Linked DNA regions of Mus musculus: region 2 is linked to region 1. A link is a contact called in public promoter capture Hi-C data. All regions are on one chromosome and are shown on one strand. The core of a region is the stretch at or near the end of the contact, and the rest is flanking DNA. Distances in the headings are between cores, read along the strand shown.

The links. Promoter capture Hi-C pulls out the DNA fragments that hold promoters and counts their contacts.
Region 2: a promoter capture Hi-C map of liver shows a contact between it and region 1, with 2.8 times the contacts expected there. The contact joins the promoter of 1700034J05Rik here to the promoter of Tm7sf3 in region 1. A contact is called at or near these places in 4 of 39 promoter capture datasets (the C10 cell line, hippocampal neurons and liver), 1 of 115 datasets of contacts at active chromatin or transcription factors (bone marrow-derived macrophages) and 2 of 9 other capture datasets (adipose tissue and liver).

Annotation. Positions count from the first base shown.
Region 1 is chr6:146,631,674-146,639,220 of GRCm38.p6, forward strand. It overlaps Tm7sf3 (transmembrane 7 superfamily member 3), which reads right to left and starts at 2,919. Exons shown (of 12, transcript NM_026281.2): 1 at 2,713-2,919. The coding sequence starts at 2,788.
Region 2 is chr6:146,951,622-146,959,168 of GRCm38.p6, forward strand. 1700034J05Rik (RIKEN cDNA 1700034J05 gene) reads right to left here and starts at 2,800. Exons shown (of 3, transcript NM_001164236.1): 1 at 2,668-2,800; 2 at 1,265-1,965; 3 at 1-876. The coding sequence starts at 1,921. The coding sequence ends at 631. The region is part of intron 2 of Ppfibp1 (PTPRF interacting protein, binding protein 1 (liprin beta 1)); the gene reads left to right.

The DNA.
Region 1 (7,547 bases), core at 1,669-4,168:
CATACATGATAGAAATTTAATTTAATTTCCTTTTGTTTGCTTTTATTATTATTTAGTTGTTTTCTAGTACTGGAGATTGAACCTAGGGCCTCTCAAGCTCCGAGCAGGCCATCCAGCACTAAACCACACCCTAGCTCTTTAACATTTGCATTTCAAGACAGAGTCTAAGGTGCCCGAACTGCCTTGGACCTTACTCTATTGTGATCCTTCTGCCTCAACTTCCCAAACAGCTAGCTGGGTTATGACAAGCTTGAGACAGCCAACCTGGCTGGAAACGGCATTTAATTCCTATTCACAAGAGACTTGGCAATAGAAGACATACCCAAAATACATCCTGCAGAAGTTAATAGGACCCTACCCTGGCCTCCAAGCCGTCAGGAGAAGGAGTCACCAGAAACATTTGACTGGCGTAATTAGATCTTATGACTGGGGTGTGGGAAGCAGACAGCACATCAAAGGTTGTTACAGAGCAGGCGGCCCAGTCAAGATGGCGTGGTTACTCGAACGGAACTTGGGAGAGTGATGGCTCTGCTTTATCTGACATTTCAAAAGCAACCCAAACTGCCATCAGCATGGGAGGGTCAGGTTTTCTATTTTCATACGTACTTTCCATCTTTAACCAGCCAGAGTCTCTTTTTCCTTCCACTAACTCCATTCTAGAAGACCTTCCACTCCTCATCTTCTCCTCTTTCCCAATCAGATCCGTATCTTAAAACCACCCAACTAACTCCCTCGTCGACTGCGTTACTAAAAGGCACCTTAGACTTCCCTCCATTGTCTGACACAGCAGCCAACTTTAGGAGCAGCGACAAAGTGCATCCCTCCTAAGTGGACTAATTCTCAGTCCAAACACTCAGGGCAAGAGGTACAGCTGCTGTCACCTGTACCATAACCCCAGCTCCGCCATCCACGGGAGGCTCACCCTTCGACTGTCTGTAATGTCCATGCTGCCTTTCACCAGCCAGATGGGGAATATCAGCTTTTAATCACACAGCTGTTGAGTGTCTCAGTTCTATCCCTCTCCTGCACACAATAATACTAACTTAAAACAGAAAGAACAGCACACAGGAAGGCAGCAGTGCCGTGCCGTAATCAGAGGTGAGACAAGGTAAGGAAAACCCCAATCCTCAACTAAGTGCTTCTCTTTCTGTGAAAAGTTTCCGGATATTAAGTACTGAAACTCCAAACTGGAAATAAAAGCTCTGGCTCCCAGGCCTCCAGACACAGGAGCTTTCCAAATCAACCCCAAGCTCAACCCTTCCTCTCTCCCACCTTCAGAAGGATGTTCCGAAGATACGCACTCGCAGATTAAATATAACACAGCATTATGCTGTGAAAGGTTTGGGGGTTTTTTGTTTGTTTGATTTTTGTTTTTGTTTTTTTGGTTTTTTTTTGAGATAGGGTCTCACGTAGTCCAGGCTGGCCTCCGAATCCTTATATAGTTGAATCTGATTCTGCACTCTGGATTCTCCACGTTCTAAATGCTGGGGTCTAGGCCTGTACCACCACACCCAGTCCATGCCATGCTCAGGAAGGGCACCAGGCCTGCTTAAATGCTAGGCGAACACTCTACCAACTCAGCTACATCCCCAGCCCGGGGGCAAGATATTCCTCTCAGAAAGTGGCTTTGCTGAAGTGCAGGGGTCATGCAACTTGCAGGGCAACACACCAGGTGTTGCTACGTTTGTAGCAAACGAGCATTTGGAGCCTCCAGAGGGTTGGATTGATTGCTAGCTCCTGGGGCGTTGAGGATTAGAGTACTCAGGCTGTGAAACGGACCTAGCATTCAGCCAGGGCCAGAGGCCAATGCTTCCTCTCTGCTGTAAGCCAGAGTTTTCTTCAAGAAAATAGGTGTGTGTGTGTGTGTGTGTGTGTGTGTGTGTGTGTGTGTGTGTGTGTGTGTGTATACACTTAACACACAAATATTTGTACTTTTCAGTACTGGCCTTAGTTGTACTCGAAGATCCTAAAGTGCGGTACTATCCCTGGCTTTTCACAGATAAACATTAGGAGAAATGATCCCATCACTCAGAAGACTATTGTATTTGCTACTTGTCTAGAGCTCAAAACAAGGAATGTACTTAACGCAGCCAGAAACAACACGTGACCACCAGCGTGGCACAATTAGTGCTTTTCATGCTTCCCATTAACGCCCCCGCTCCTGCCCAACAGTCGCTAAACCCCTCTCTCTCAGCACAAGACCTAGGATTTCACGTCCCATCACTGGCTCATTTTTCCTCTCAAACTGCAAATCGTCACCCAGTTAAAAAAGCAACTAGATTTCGGAGTATCAAAGTCAGCTACTGCGTGGAACGCCTTAGTTCCTCGATGGACTTTGCTACCGGTAGCCGACGGGTTCGGTTTGGTTTTAGTTTGGGCCTGACGCTCACTCTCCGGGCGGTCTCGAACACATAATCCTCCTGTCGCAGCCTCAGGGGTGCTGCGCTTACAGGCGTCCTCCCCGAAATTCAGTTTAAAAGGCCGTTTCAATGCGTCCAATTAAAACCACAAACATGGCTGCTCCCTGCCGGGAAGAATGCCTCAAAGGGGGCTACTTATCTCTTCCCGGTTCCCAGCCCAAACCAGGCGCTGGCAGGATGGACACGGTCCCGAACCCGCGGCCTGACGCGCATCTGCAACCGGGGAGGGCTGCACAGAGCCGGGCAGCCTGCGGCCCTGCTGCAGGAGCGGAGGCAAGTTCGGGAAGCTCACCGTCGCTGGAGTTCGCCTGGGCCTCGGCGCTGCCCGCCGCCAGCACCGCTAGGACCAGCAGGCGCAGCCGCCACATCGCTGCGGGCCGGGGCGCGCGGGCCAGGGGCGCGCAGGCCAGGTCGCTTGCTACCCCGGAGCGCCCGCGCGCATCGCTTTAGCGCGCCGGCCCCGCGCGTGCACCTGCCGCCCCAGCCCCGCCGGGCGCGCGCTTCCGGCACGACAGCCGCGCGCGTCCCCGGCCGGCCCTTGCGGGCGCGCGCCTCCTGCCGGGGCTTCTGGGCTCCCCGGGCTCACGGGGCAAGCCGGGACGAGTTCTTGCTTTTGTGTCTTTCCTTTCTCTCTTCTTCTTTCCTTCCTTCCTTCCTTCCTTCCTTCCTTCCTTCCTTCCTTCCTTCCTTCCTTCCTTCCTTCCTTCCTTCCTTTTTTCTTCTTTCTCTTTTCTTCTTCCTCTTTCTGTCTTTCTTTTTTCTTTTCCTTTTATTCCTTGTTTTTTTTCAAGATAGGGTTTTTCTGTGTAGCCCCAGCTGTTCTGGAATTCACTCTGTAGACTAGGCTGCCCTTGAACTCAGAAATCGCCTGCCTCTGCTGGTACTAAAGGCATGCACCACCACCACCCAGCTACTTTTTGTCATTCTAATTGTGCAAAATAACTCTCTCTCTCTCTCTCTCTCTCTCTCTCTCTCTCTCTCTCTCTCTCTCTCTCTCTCTCTCTCTCTCTCTCTCTCTCTCTCTCTCTCTCTCTCTCTCTCTCTCTGTCTCTCTCTCTCTCTCTCTCTCCCTCCTAAGACTAGGTCTCTCACAATCCAGAGTGACCTCCAGCTGCTATGCAGTAGAGATGACCTTGAACTTCTGACCTCTCGCTACTTCCTCCCAAGGGCTGGGAAGATAAACTTGTGCCACCACTAATGAATTTCATATTTTATTGAGATATTGAGGCACAGTGAGGTGCCCCAAGCCACAAATAGGATTCTTAGTATCTTAAAAGGCACTTATGAAAAGGGGACTGGGGAAAACTTAAAAAAAAAAAAAAAAACAAGCATAACACAAACTTGAGTTAATAATATAACCTGTCGCACTCTTTTCACTGAGATATGTCTCAATGTAGGATACCAATGACAGCCATGATAGAAACGGATGTAAAATGTATGAGAAATTTTGCAATTTTTCCTGTAACCTAAACCTATTTTAAAATAAATTGATAACATTTTAAATGGAAAAGGCAGGATGTCTGGTGCTTGTTTTTCCAGCACTTCGGAGGCTGAGGTAGGAAGCTTGCCAAGAACAGGAGAACACAGACTCCATACATAGTGAGACTGTTGAAAAATAGTAATGATAAAATCAGTAAACAAATTAACATAATGGACAGTGCTGGAGTCATTCCTATGCAACACCACTTACAGCAGTGGTTCTCAACCTTCCTAATACTGCAGCCCTTTAATACAGCTCGTGTTATGGTGACCCCAAACCAAAAAATTATTTTTGTTGCTACTTTATAACTATAATTTTGTTATTGCTATGTCATAAATGTCTGTGTTTTCCATGGACTTAGGTGACCCCTGTGAAATGATCCCCCCCCCCAGGGTTTTGAGACCCACAGGTTGAGAACAGCTGACTTAAAGTATCCTTGTGTCTGCAGCATGGGTGTGCTCTGAAAGTCAGCATGAAGGTATCCATGATTTCCAGGTAAGGGTAACAGAGGAATACAAACATCCCACGTCGTCATATCACACACATTAAACCAAACATCCCAAGTCGTCATATCACACACATTAAACACATGCCTGCTTCTCTCAAGTATCAGCTACATTCCTTGTGCTTCTTTATTGTTTTAATTATTATTACTTATTTTGGTTTTGTGAGACACGGTCTTGGGCCTTTCATTGGTAGCCTAGGATAGCCTAGAATTCACTATGTAGCCCAGGCTGGCCTCAACCTCCTGCTGCAAAGAACCCCTGTTTGTGCTTAAGAGCCCTTTGCAAATAAAATAAGATAAAATAAAATAAAATAAAATAAAATAATAAATAAAGGAATTCAGTGCTTGGGTTTTGTTTGTTTGTTTGTTTAGAACAACATTGGAAGATTGTTGCCTCCTGCCGCAACTGTCTAAGCTACTACAGCTGACCTTAGGTCTGCTTTTGAAGTGTTTGCTGAGACCCATGGGGAAAAATTTTTTTCTCTCTTCTAAGCAAAAATATCCTTGAAAACTCACAGCCTCAGTCTACTTCTCAAATCTCCTATCTGTGTGCTGTTGAAGAGCCGCCAGCCCACGCAACAGAAGAGCACTCCAGGATCACGGGGCCCATTATGGACTTGTCTGGGACGGCTGCCTTGCTTTTTTTTTTTTTTTTTCTGTGTTTGATTTTTAGGTTCATGTATGAAGGTGTTTTTCTGAATAAGTATTAGTGCACCAGGTGCATACAATGCCCGAGGAGGCCAGAAAGGGAGCTTTGAATCCCTTGGAATTGGAGTTACAGATGGTGGTGAGCTGTGAGTGCTGGGAATTGAACCCAGGTCCTCTGCAAGAGCTACCAGTACTCTCTTTTTTTTTTTTTAAAGATTTATTTATTTATTATATGGAAGTACATTGTAGCTGTCTTCAGACACTCCAGAAGAGGGAGTCAGATCTCGTTACGGATGGTTGTGAGCCACCATGTGGTTGCTGGGATTTGAACTCTGGAAGAGCAGTCGGGTGCTCTTACCCACTGAGCCATCTCACCAGCCCGCTACCAGTACTCTTAATAGCTGAGCCACTCATGTGTGCGTGCCCCTCCCACTATATAATTAAAATAACAAAAACGAGTTTTTTTATAAAAGAAATTCAGGAAGAAATTGCTAAGCAAAAAGGAAAGGAAGAGCCCATAGAGAAAAGGATAGGCAGAACTGGCTGCATAGACAATTCTGTCAACATTAGAAAGCAAACAACCCACAGCTGACAATCAGAAAAAGTGAATCCAAAGGCAGACATCCACAAAGCACAGTAGGGGGCTCACCACAAGTGAGAAAAATCTTATTAATAAACAAACAAAAAAAAACCAAATACACACATCAGGCTTGGGGGCTCATGCCTCTAATTCTAGCAATGAGAAGGTAGATACAGGAGGATTGCCATGAGGTCAAAGCCAGTCTGGGTTAAATAGTCAGACTGTATCTCAGGCAAACACAAACAAGGCAGTGTTCTAATGTAAGTAAACTGTACAATTCTTTTAAGCATATTGTATAAAAAATCTTTTCCTCAATCACTGCCCCTTGACCAAAACAACCCTTTATTTATATAATTTTGGTGTAATAATTCCATTTTAAGTATATAACTAGATAGCAAAATTAGCATAAGCTGGACCATGGTGGTACATGTCTTTACCAGCACATAGGAGGCAGAAGCAGGAGGATCTCTGTGAATTCCAGGACAGCCTGGTCTACAGAGTGATTTATAGGACAGCCAAGGCTACACAGAGAAACCCTATCTTGAAAACAACAACAAATTAGCTTCAAAAATTGGGTGGGTAAAATGGCTCAGTGGTAAAGGCACACATTGCCACACCTGATGACGTCTGCTTCATTCCTGGGGCCCATGTGGTAGAAGTCAGGTTGCCTCTGACTTCTTCTGTGGTGTGTACCCCCAACACACACGCACATAAAAAAATAAATAAGTAAGTAAATAAAATGTAAAAATGAAATTTTAAATCAGTGTCAAGAAATGTTCAAGCTGTTGTCTGTAACAAAAGACACGTGTCTGACTTTAGGCCCTAACCTGATAACAGCGAATAGCCATCTAGTAGAGTCCTGTGCTGCCCTTGGTAATGTTTCAGAAAGTAACTGACTCATTTGAAAGGTTTAGGAAAGGGCAATTGTGAAGCAATGTACACATCCTTTAAAAATATGCATTTATGGTTAAATTCACAGAAAGATAGGATTCAAGTATGTATGTATAGCTATCATATGTAACCAATATTTAAAATACTAACAAGTGACTGAATTGATGGCATTTCTCTGCACATTTCTATATTAAAATGCTATATGTAGGATTTGTGTCTATTGAATAAGAAAATATGATTTTAAGAGATACACATGATTTTTAATGCTTGATTATAAAAATGCATTGTCTGTCTAAACAAGACCCAGAGGTTCTGAAAAGACTGCTGTTTCTTTGTGAAGAACAGAGCATAGTCACAGGAACAGAACTCTGCATGAGCTGTGCTAAACTCAGAGCTTAGTCCAAAAGGCGGCCGAGGCAAGGGGAAGTTAGTAGAGACAAAATTAGGAAAGTTACATCAGGCATTTTGAAACAGTAGTCCGTGGCCAAAACGGTTAATAAAAAGTGGTGACTGAAGTGTCACTCTGAGGGGAACAGTGTATGGGCTCATGTCCTTGTATAAGAATGTTTGTTTTTAAAACTGTGAGTGCTTGTGTGTGTAGGTGCACATGTGCCCATGTGTGTATGTGCACATGTGCCCGTGTGTGTAGGTGCACATGTGCCAGTGTGTGTAGGTGCACATGTGCATTAAAGCTGGTGGTGAATCTTGGTGTTGTTCCTCGGGAATCTCTGTTGGTTTTTAATTTGTTTTTGTTTTTTCAAGACAGGGTTTCTGTATGTAGCCTTGGCTGTCCTGGAACTCGCTCTGTAGGCCAGGCTGGCCTCAAACTCACAGAGCTCTGCCTGCTTCTGCCTCCCAAGTGCTGGTATTAAAGGCATGTGCCATCACCCATCCAGCCGTTTTTTTGTTTTGTTTTTATTGTTTAGGATGTAGTCCCCCACGGATCTGGGGCTCATCCATTTGGCTAGGTTGTCTGTTCAGCCTCAGAGATCTCCACAGCTTCAGGAAGCTAATTATTTCCAT
Region 2 (7,547 bases), core at 1,550-4,049, 320 kb after region 1:
TTCTTCAGTATAGTCTTGGGGGAGATGGGAACCCCTGCTCAACAATCCCCACGTCTTTTTCCCCAGTAAACACAGATCTCTCTTATGTGTGTCTTCTCCAAGCAAATTACTTTGACTCAGGCTGAAAATATGCTTGTTGAATTCAGAAGGCTGAATTAACTCTTGGTAAACTTAGGTAGTATGCTGCTTCCTAAAAGAATAGCATCCCCTCTCCCTCCTTCTTTTTGCCTCCATTTTGTTTATGTGTGTTTTACTCTTTCATTATGCAAACCCTCATTTCCAGAAGGCAGTATATATCCCACCAGCCTCCCGCCATGGTGGGGTGGCTTAGGTTGTGCTTCCAGTGGGCACTGAGACTGTTTGGAGCCACTCCTTAGTCGAGGGTCCAACATCAAGACAGCAGTTCTGGTGGTCCAGGATACCAGACTACTTCAGGTACACTTGTTCCCTGGTTGTAATAAGTGGCTTGTTCAGAAGGAATGTGAAGATTGGAAACTCCCACTGTGTACTCCAGGTATTGATTTCCTCAGCTGTGAGGTGGAAGAGAGGACACATACCTCTTAGGAATTTTTGAACAAGAGGCTTCAAAGGTTTAAAACTCTGGGGCTGTCAGGTGAACTCATTCCTGTGTCATTCTTGGGGTTGGATTCTGTTGCTTCTGAGAGAATGTATATTTCTCACTGCTTTCTGGTGCCAGGTGTTGGTAGCCTGGCTAGGGCGCTGTCTCCTCCATCGGGAGAAGATTTGTGTCCGCAGCCATTGGAAGACCCACCGAAAGTTCATACAGAATATGTTGTGTGAGCGGGAAGCACCCTCTGGCTGAGGGGATGACACGGAGGAGGTTTCCAAGGAGCTCTCAGATGCCTGTCTTATCTCCTGCTGAGAAAACAGGATGAGTTAGATGCATGTAGTGTCAAAATCAGTGGGCCTGCTGTCTACTCCTTTATAGAACCCAAGCCCATTTGCCCAAATAGCCCAAATATAGCAAAGTTTCGAGACAAACTGACTAGAACACACACTTCCATTTTTATGTGGTTGTGGTTGAGGGTTGCTGTGCCTACCCCTCTTCCCTCCCTCTGTGCTCTGTAGTATCTTTCCTACAGTGCCCCATCTCCTCTCCTTACTGTTATCTTCCCCCCTGTCCTAGTCTCCTGGGGCCCACCTTGCCTCACAGCAGGTAGTGAGAGTGAGGCTCCACTGTCCAACCTTGTCTTCCCCAGTCCTGCCCCTTGCTCTCCTGGGAGGCATGCATCTCTGTGCTCACCACAACTTCGTCTTTCAGTAACCTTGGAGGATCCTCTAGCACCTGACAGATATCTTCATTTTCCAGGGATCTTTGCTTGGACAAGTCTTGACAAACATCACGTTCTTTAGGACTGACCTGAGCAGTATGTGGAGGGGTAGTGCTGTTGAGGTGGACATCTTCCTTCTGAGTAGATTCAGGGAGCACACAGCCGTCATGCTGGCCACCTTTTTCTTTTCCTAGAAATGTCTCAAGTTTCTGTACTAGGTTATACAGTTTGCAGGGAGTCAGTTTTGTCTTGTCTTCTGGCCACTTATCCATCCACTGGCTATGGGCATTTAGATCCAGATTAGCAAGAGAGTCTGCATGGTTAGAGTCCACATCGATATCCCAGGCCAGTGTGATGCTTAGCTTGCTGAACTGCTCTGGGTCATGCTCCACCTGATCTCGTTTCCTGAAGAGTCTCCTTAAACTCTCTGTCCTCCAGGTGCTTTGGACAGGAGGGAGGAAATGGACCAAAGAATCCACAGAGGCTGTCTCCTCACGGGAGACCAGGTCCTCATAGGAAAAGGTGTTCTCAGAGGGGTAGTAGCCCACCGAGGCGCTCTGGTTGGACTTGCATTCATAAATAGAATCCTCTGTGCTACTGTAGTCACTGCTGGAGGGTGAGGTTGTCATGGTGCTGAGAGTGTCCAATCTCAAGTTTTCCTTGATTCTGGAAACTTCAGAAGAAAAAAATTAGTAAATGATATTATGGGGGGAAGTTATATGACCCATTCCTTTTTCTTATTGAAACTATTCCTTCCACTCTGTATAGTCCACCCTTTTGTACTTTCTGCCTCTGTAAAGACAAAAACACTCTGGCATCTCTTCTTTGTGCCTCTTATTTGTTTGACAGTAGCTGAGAGAGCTTATAAACAAAAAGGAGAATTTGAAAATGACAGGGAAGTGTGACTAGAGTCAAGTATGTTTTCAGTCCACTCTTCTGAGGTCAAGGTAACTAATTTCTTAGTATATATGTATATCTGTGCGCATATGTACATATACACACATATCCAAATACATGTGGTTCTCACATCAATAGAAACTTATTATCAAGTTTATAATAACCTATGGCTATTCTAATATTCTTAACTACTTTCTTATTAAATAGCCTTAGGTGTCACCTACTGATACTCAATAACTTGGCTGATTAATGATCACTAGGTTACTTAAGACCATACCATGATCCATGGAGTTAGTGGACCAAAGATCATAAATATATAGACATAATAATTGATACCAGAATGCTTTCCAGAAAGGTGACTGTCATTTGAGCACCCATCTTCCCACCATCTGATGGCATGTTTATTCTGCATTTTCCATAATCTCCCTGTAAGCAAACCTGGAAGACCACACACTCACACTCACACACATGCTCATGCCTTTGTCATGCCCTGATCTGAGGGCTGCCCAGATGAGACAGGCGCTTCCAGCAGTGGAGACAAAGTGATGGAGTCAGAAACCCTTCAGAGCCCATGTCTCAGTGATGTAAAGCCCAACTGCTTCTGAGAAGTTTGTGTTCCAAGACTGTTGGTTACCATGGCAACAAAGGAACCAAGTTATGGTCAGAATTATGTAAAGGGACAGGATCTGTCCCTTCAGTTTCAGAGTATTCTGAGCACATACAATAGTAGGCTGCACTCTCTTCATTAGAATCAGTCAGTTCCATGAGATCTTTCTCACATTTTCCCTCATTTCCATCCCCCAAGATTTCCATCCCCCAAGATTGCACATTAGTCTGCTACATGTCATACTTAGGTTTCCACTGCCATGCTAGGTCTGTAGATTACAGGGGGCAGATCTTGGAACTTCTCAGCAATTCTTTGTAACTAGTCTCTTTTTATACATTAAAATTTCCTGTTGTTTCTGTGTCTCTAGAGAATGCAGGCTACCTACTTATTTTGCTGCTTTTGAAATTAATGAATGATGACCATATAGTATATATCTGTAATCTAGCTCTTGGGAGACCAAAGCAAGAAGATTGAATGTAGCTCAGGCTGGTATCCTCTTGTCTTAGTTTATATCAGAAATACCTCATACACACACACACACACACACACACACCGGACAGTTGAGTGCCTAACAAGTTTCAGACCCTATGTTCTGCCACTTGTAGCAGGAATTAATTAACTAACTAATTAATGATTTCATGTATGTGTGTCTGTGTATGTACACCACATAGATGCCAGAGCCTTGGGTCCTCTGTAACTAGAGTTACAGATGGTTGTGAGTCTCCTGATGTGGATGCTGGGAACCTAACCTGACTATGGGGGTCATAGTAAAGGAACCCAGTCTAGCAAGGGAGCCATGGTAGAAACCATCCCCCCTGAGTACATTCAAAAGACCCAGTGGGAATCCTTTGGCTAGGAGGGTGAGGTGAGTGCCACTTGCTGTGTTTAGAAACTGTGGACACTGTTGATGGCCAACAGTTCTCCCTTTGGCTACATTATAATTTGGGTGCAATGGTTTTACCAAAAGACAAAAAAAAAAAGTTTGAAGGGATGATAGGATGTAGGCTTCCCAAGAAACAAGCTGAGGTCTTCTTAGGAGACTAATAGCAAAATGCTTAAAATTCAGACATTCAGATGATTCTTGTTCTTCTAGTCCTCAGGGCACTGTGAAGGAAAAGGTGGAGATGGGTGAGAAGAGAGGGGAGGGCAGACATGCTCAAAGTTGACTGCTGAGAAGGAACCTAACCTAGAGGCAGAGCCAAGTTAACCTAATAGAAAGTGGGGCTCGGGGCTGTGGGTGTGGCTCAGTGGTAGAGCTCTTGACTAGCCTATGGGAGACTCTCTGCAGTCTCCTGTACCATAGAAATACAGTGGCAGAAAGTCTACCTAGAGTGTTTATTGTGTTTTGGAAAATCAGACAGATGGTAAAAAGAATCTAGAGTAAGTGAAGATGACTATGAATAGCAGCAGGCAGAATGAATGCCTGTTATAAATAATAATTCTTTTCAGATTAGTTGGAAGGGGCCTGGAAGAAAGCAGACAGGGAGCAGACGGGGCTGGGATGAGTCGGACAGGATGCAGTTGACTGGCTCTGCCTGTCTCTGGCTGTTATCATCGGGCATCACAGAGTCCTCCCTCACAGGCCGGCTAGCGGGCCAGAACACCCTTCTCCTGCTCTCCTCCCACATCGGCTGGCTCAGTGCTGTGCGTGTCTACTCAGCCTGTGAGCACAGATAAAGCTTTCTCTCCACTTCCTGAGGCTAAGTTAAGCTCTCGGAGGTTCCCCACCTCTGGCTCAGATCTACCGCAGCATGTGTGAATAGATGCTGTTGTGTGTGTGCACAATGGCCTCCATTCATTTGAGGACCACTGTGCACGTCCCTCGGAAGACAACTTATTGCCCCAAGTGCATTCGAGGCCAGTTAATGAAAATGATATTGATTAACAAATACTATTATAGATGAGTCTTTTCAAACTCTTGTGAAGTTAAAAACGAATGTTAAAAATTATTTTTAAAACCTCTACAAAATGTTTAAGAAAAATTACAAGGTTCAGGGTAGATATTTTAATGGAAGTATTTTAAAACCTCTTAGAATCAAATGTTTCAGGTATACAAGGTAATTGGTAGTTGCCTGGAACTGGGAATAGGATGTGGTATTCCCTGCAAATTGCCAAGTCAAAACCATCTGCAAGTAAAAGGCAATTTGAGGCACAAGTGAGATCATTAACTTTTAATTTTCTAGTAGTTCCAAAAAAGAGGAAAGACTCAGGTAAAATTATTTTTGTTGTACTTCAGGTAATTCATATAAAATATTGTAATTTCACATAAAATAAATGTAAAAGATTTAGTTCTTTGCGTTTTCTCAGCCAAATTTTTGATGAGACCATACATGGTTTGGGGCCTGTGCAGTTCTAAGCCCCATGCTAGTAACCATTCATAGTGCCTCTGTTGAGCAACAGGGCTCAACAGCCTTAATCATGGTTACATGGCTGCATGCATTGTCAGAGTTTATTGGACTGTACACCTAAAAAGGACAACGTTTGCTGCATATAGATTGTATTTTAATTAAAAATATTCTTGCAAACCTGCACAAACAAATGTATGTTCCTTCTGTGAACATTTATTTAAGCTATTTTCTTAAATTAGTCCTGGAAATGGGGTTTTGCAAGTCAGTTGTCAAATTCAGAGAAGGATAAGTTAGCACAAGCTAGTGATTTTCATAAACCTCAGGAATATGTGTGGGTGAGTGAAAGTGAGTACACACTTCCTCATCTGTCTCTTTCATCCATAGTTTTTGTGCATCTTAATTTAGAAAGGACTAGAGGAAATTTAACTAAACAGCACAGTTCGTAGGAAAAGGATTGGCATATGTTTGGCAAGATGAAGACAGGCATGGGTTGCTTCAAGAAAACTCAGTGATATTTTTTGTAAAGAGCTTGTCATTTTTATTTTTGTTTTACAGCCATTTCTTTATTCCAGCAGCATTAAAACTCACTTAATTCTGACTTTTTCTGCTCTTATTATATATTTTTGGGGTGATTATTTTGACTGCCTGCCTGCTGGTACGTGGGGGTGGAGAAACATGGAGCTCATAGGCATGGCACACTTGATTAAGAGTAAGTTTAATTCTCATCGTTAAAGCTGGGATGGTTTGGAGGTGGAACGTGTTACACTACTTACAGGTAACATCCACAATTTGATCGATATCTGCATGTCCTCCTTTATGTTTTGAAATCCCATGCTTCCATTTTGCTAAAGCTTGAAGAAACTGACAGTTTCCAAATGACTTAAGTAAAGGAAAGTAGACAGAAAATACCTTCAATATGGTCTCACAGTATCTGGGCTGAGCTTTGTAAAGTTCAGTAGCCCTGGAGTTTAATTCCATAAATTTGAACCAGGCAAAACTCTGTCTGATAAGAAAATTAGCCCAGAGTCTTCACAGGTAAATCTAGGGTGAACACAAAGTGTGAGGTGGGTGTTTCACGTTTCACAGGAAATGTTTAAGAAGTGAGCCACAAGCTAGAGCAAAAATTACCCCTTTGTTTTAGTTGACCTCAGGGTTCTTATAAACCCAGAAGCAGTTGATTTGACCCATGGTTAATTATCAAGATGCATTTCATCAATGGCCATAAAAATTCAATCCCACTGTGTATTGAAAGTGTGGATTCTCATGCCCTATCCCTAGGACTTGCTGGCTAAATAGACTAGGAACAGGACCTTCCAGGTAATTGTGTGAGAGAGACAGGCATACTCTGTAGCCCAGGCTAACCCGGAATTCATGATTCTCCCAACTGCACCATCTTGTCTTCCAGGTGATTCTTCTGCTTGCTGATTTCACCTTGAGAAACAGTGACCTAGGATTACCAGATGCTGGCATGAATTCCAGTAACCAGCAGGGTCTCTGTTGTGAGTGTAGGATCAAGGTGGTGTGCTCAGATCAGGAAGGCCAGTGCCCCCTGCACTAAGGACACGAGTATCTGTCGAGCTCTATGGAAACAATCCTGGATGTCACCTCATGGCAGACAGTGTGGGATCTCACAGGGAGGGTGGCATTGCCGGGGAAAGAGGCTTGCTCTGGTATTAAATACAGCTTTTGAATGCCAAGCAGTTCCTAGTGCAGAGTAAAATACAGCGACTAGACGGACGGACGTAGACACAGAGATGTTATTGGTGACTGTCAGTGGTTTCTGAACTTGAGTGTGCTTCCTTGTCACCCAGAGGACTTGTTACAGTACAGCTTTCCAGTGCCACCCTAAGAATTCAGTTCAGTAGGTCTGGGTGGAGTCAGAATCTTTGGTCTTAATGAATGAGGTTTATGAAAAACGCACTGATCATGAAGGGAATAAAATTATAGTAGCAAAATAGGGGGAGGATGCTGACTACTCTGTCCCATGATCTTGACCACTTACCCCTTAGTTTTTCTGTGAGACTTCTCTACTCTTAGAGCAACTGGTCTCACCAAAAATATGCAGGGGTGGGACAGGAATGTGGCCATGGAGAACAGTCTGAGGGAGGTTTCCTGACTTAAAAGCAGTTTGTAGGCTTGGAGCTTCTGAAACTCTGATCATGAGTGCATTTTCTAGTCTTATTTTTGAAAATGTAAATCTAGCACGTTATATTTTAGTACCAACCTATGCTCTAAGAGCATTTTAACACAGCACTTTACAGAAGTCTCAACTCAAATACTGAATTTGGGACCTTTACCAGCAAACATGCTGTGCTCTTCCTGCATAGCCTCAGCATCTGGCAGCTCCTCTCAGGGCCCAGGCCGGGCATCATCTTGGTTACACTCCTCACTCAGGCTTCTGTT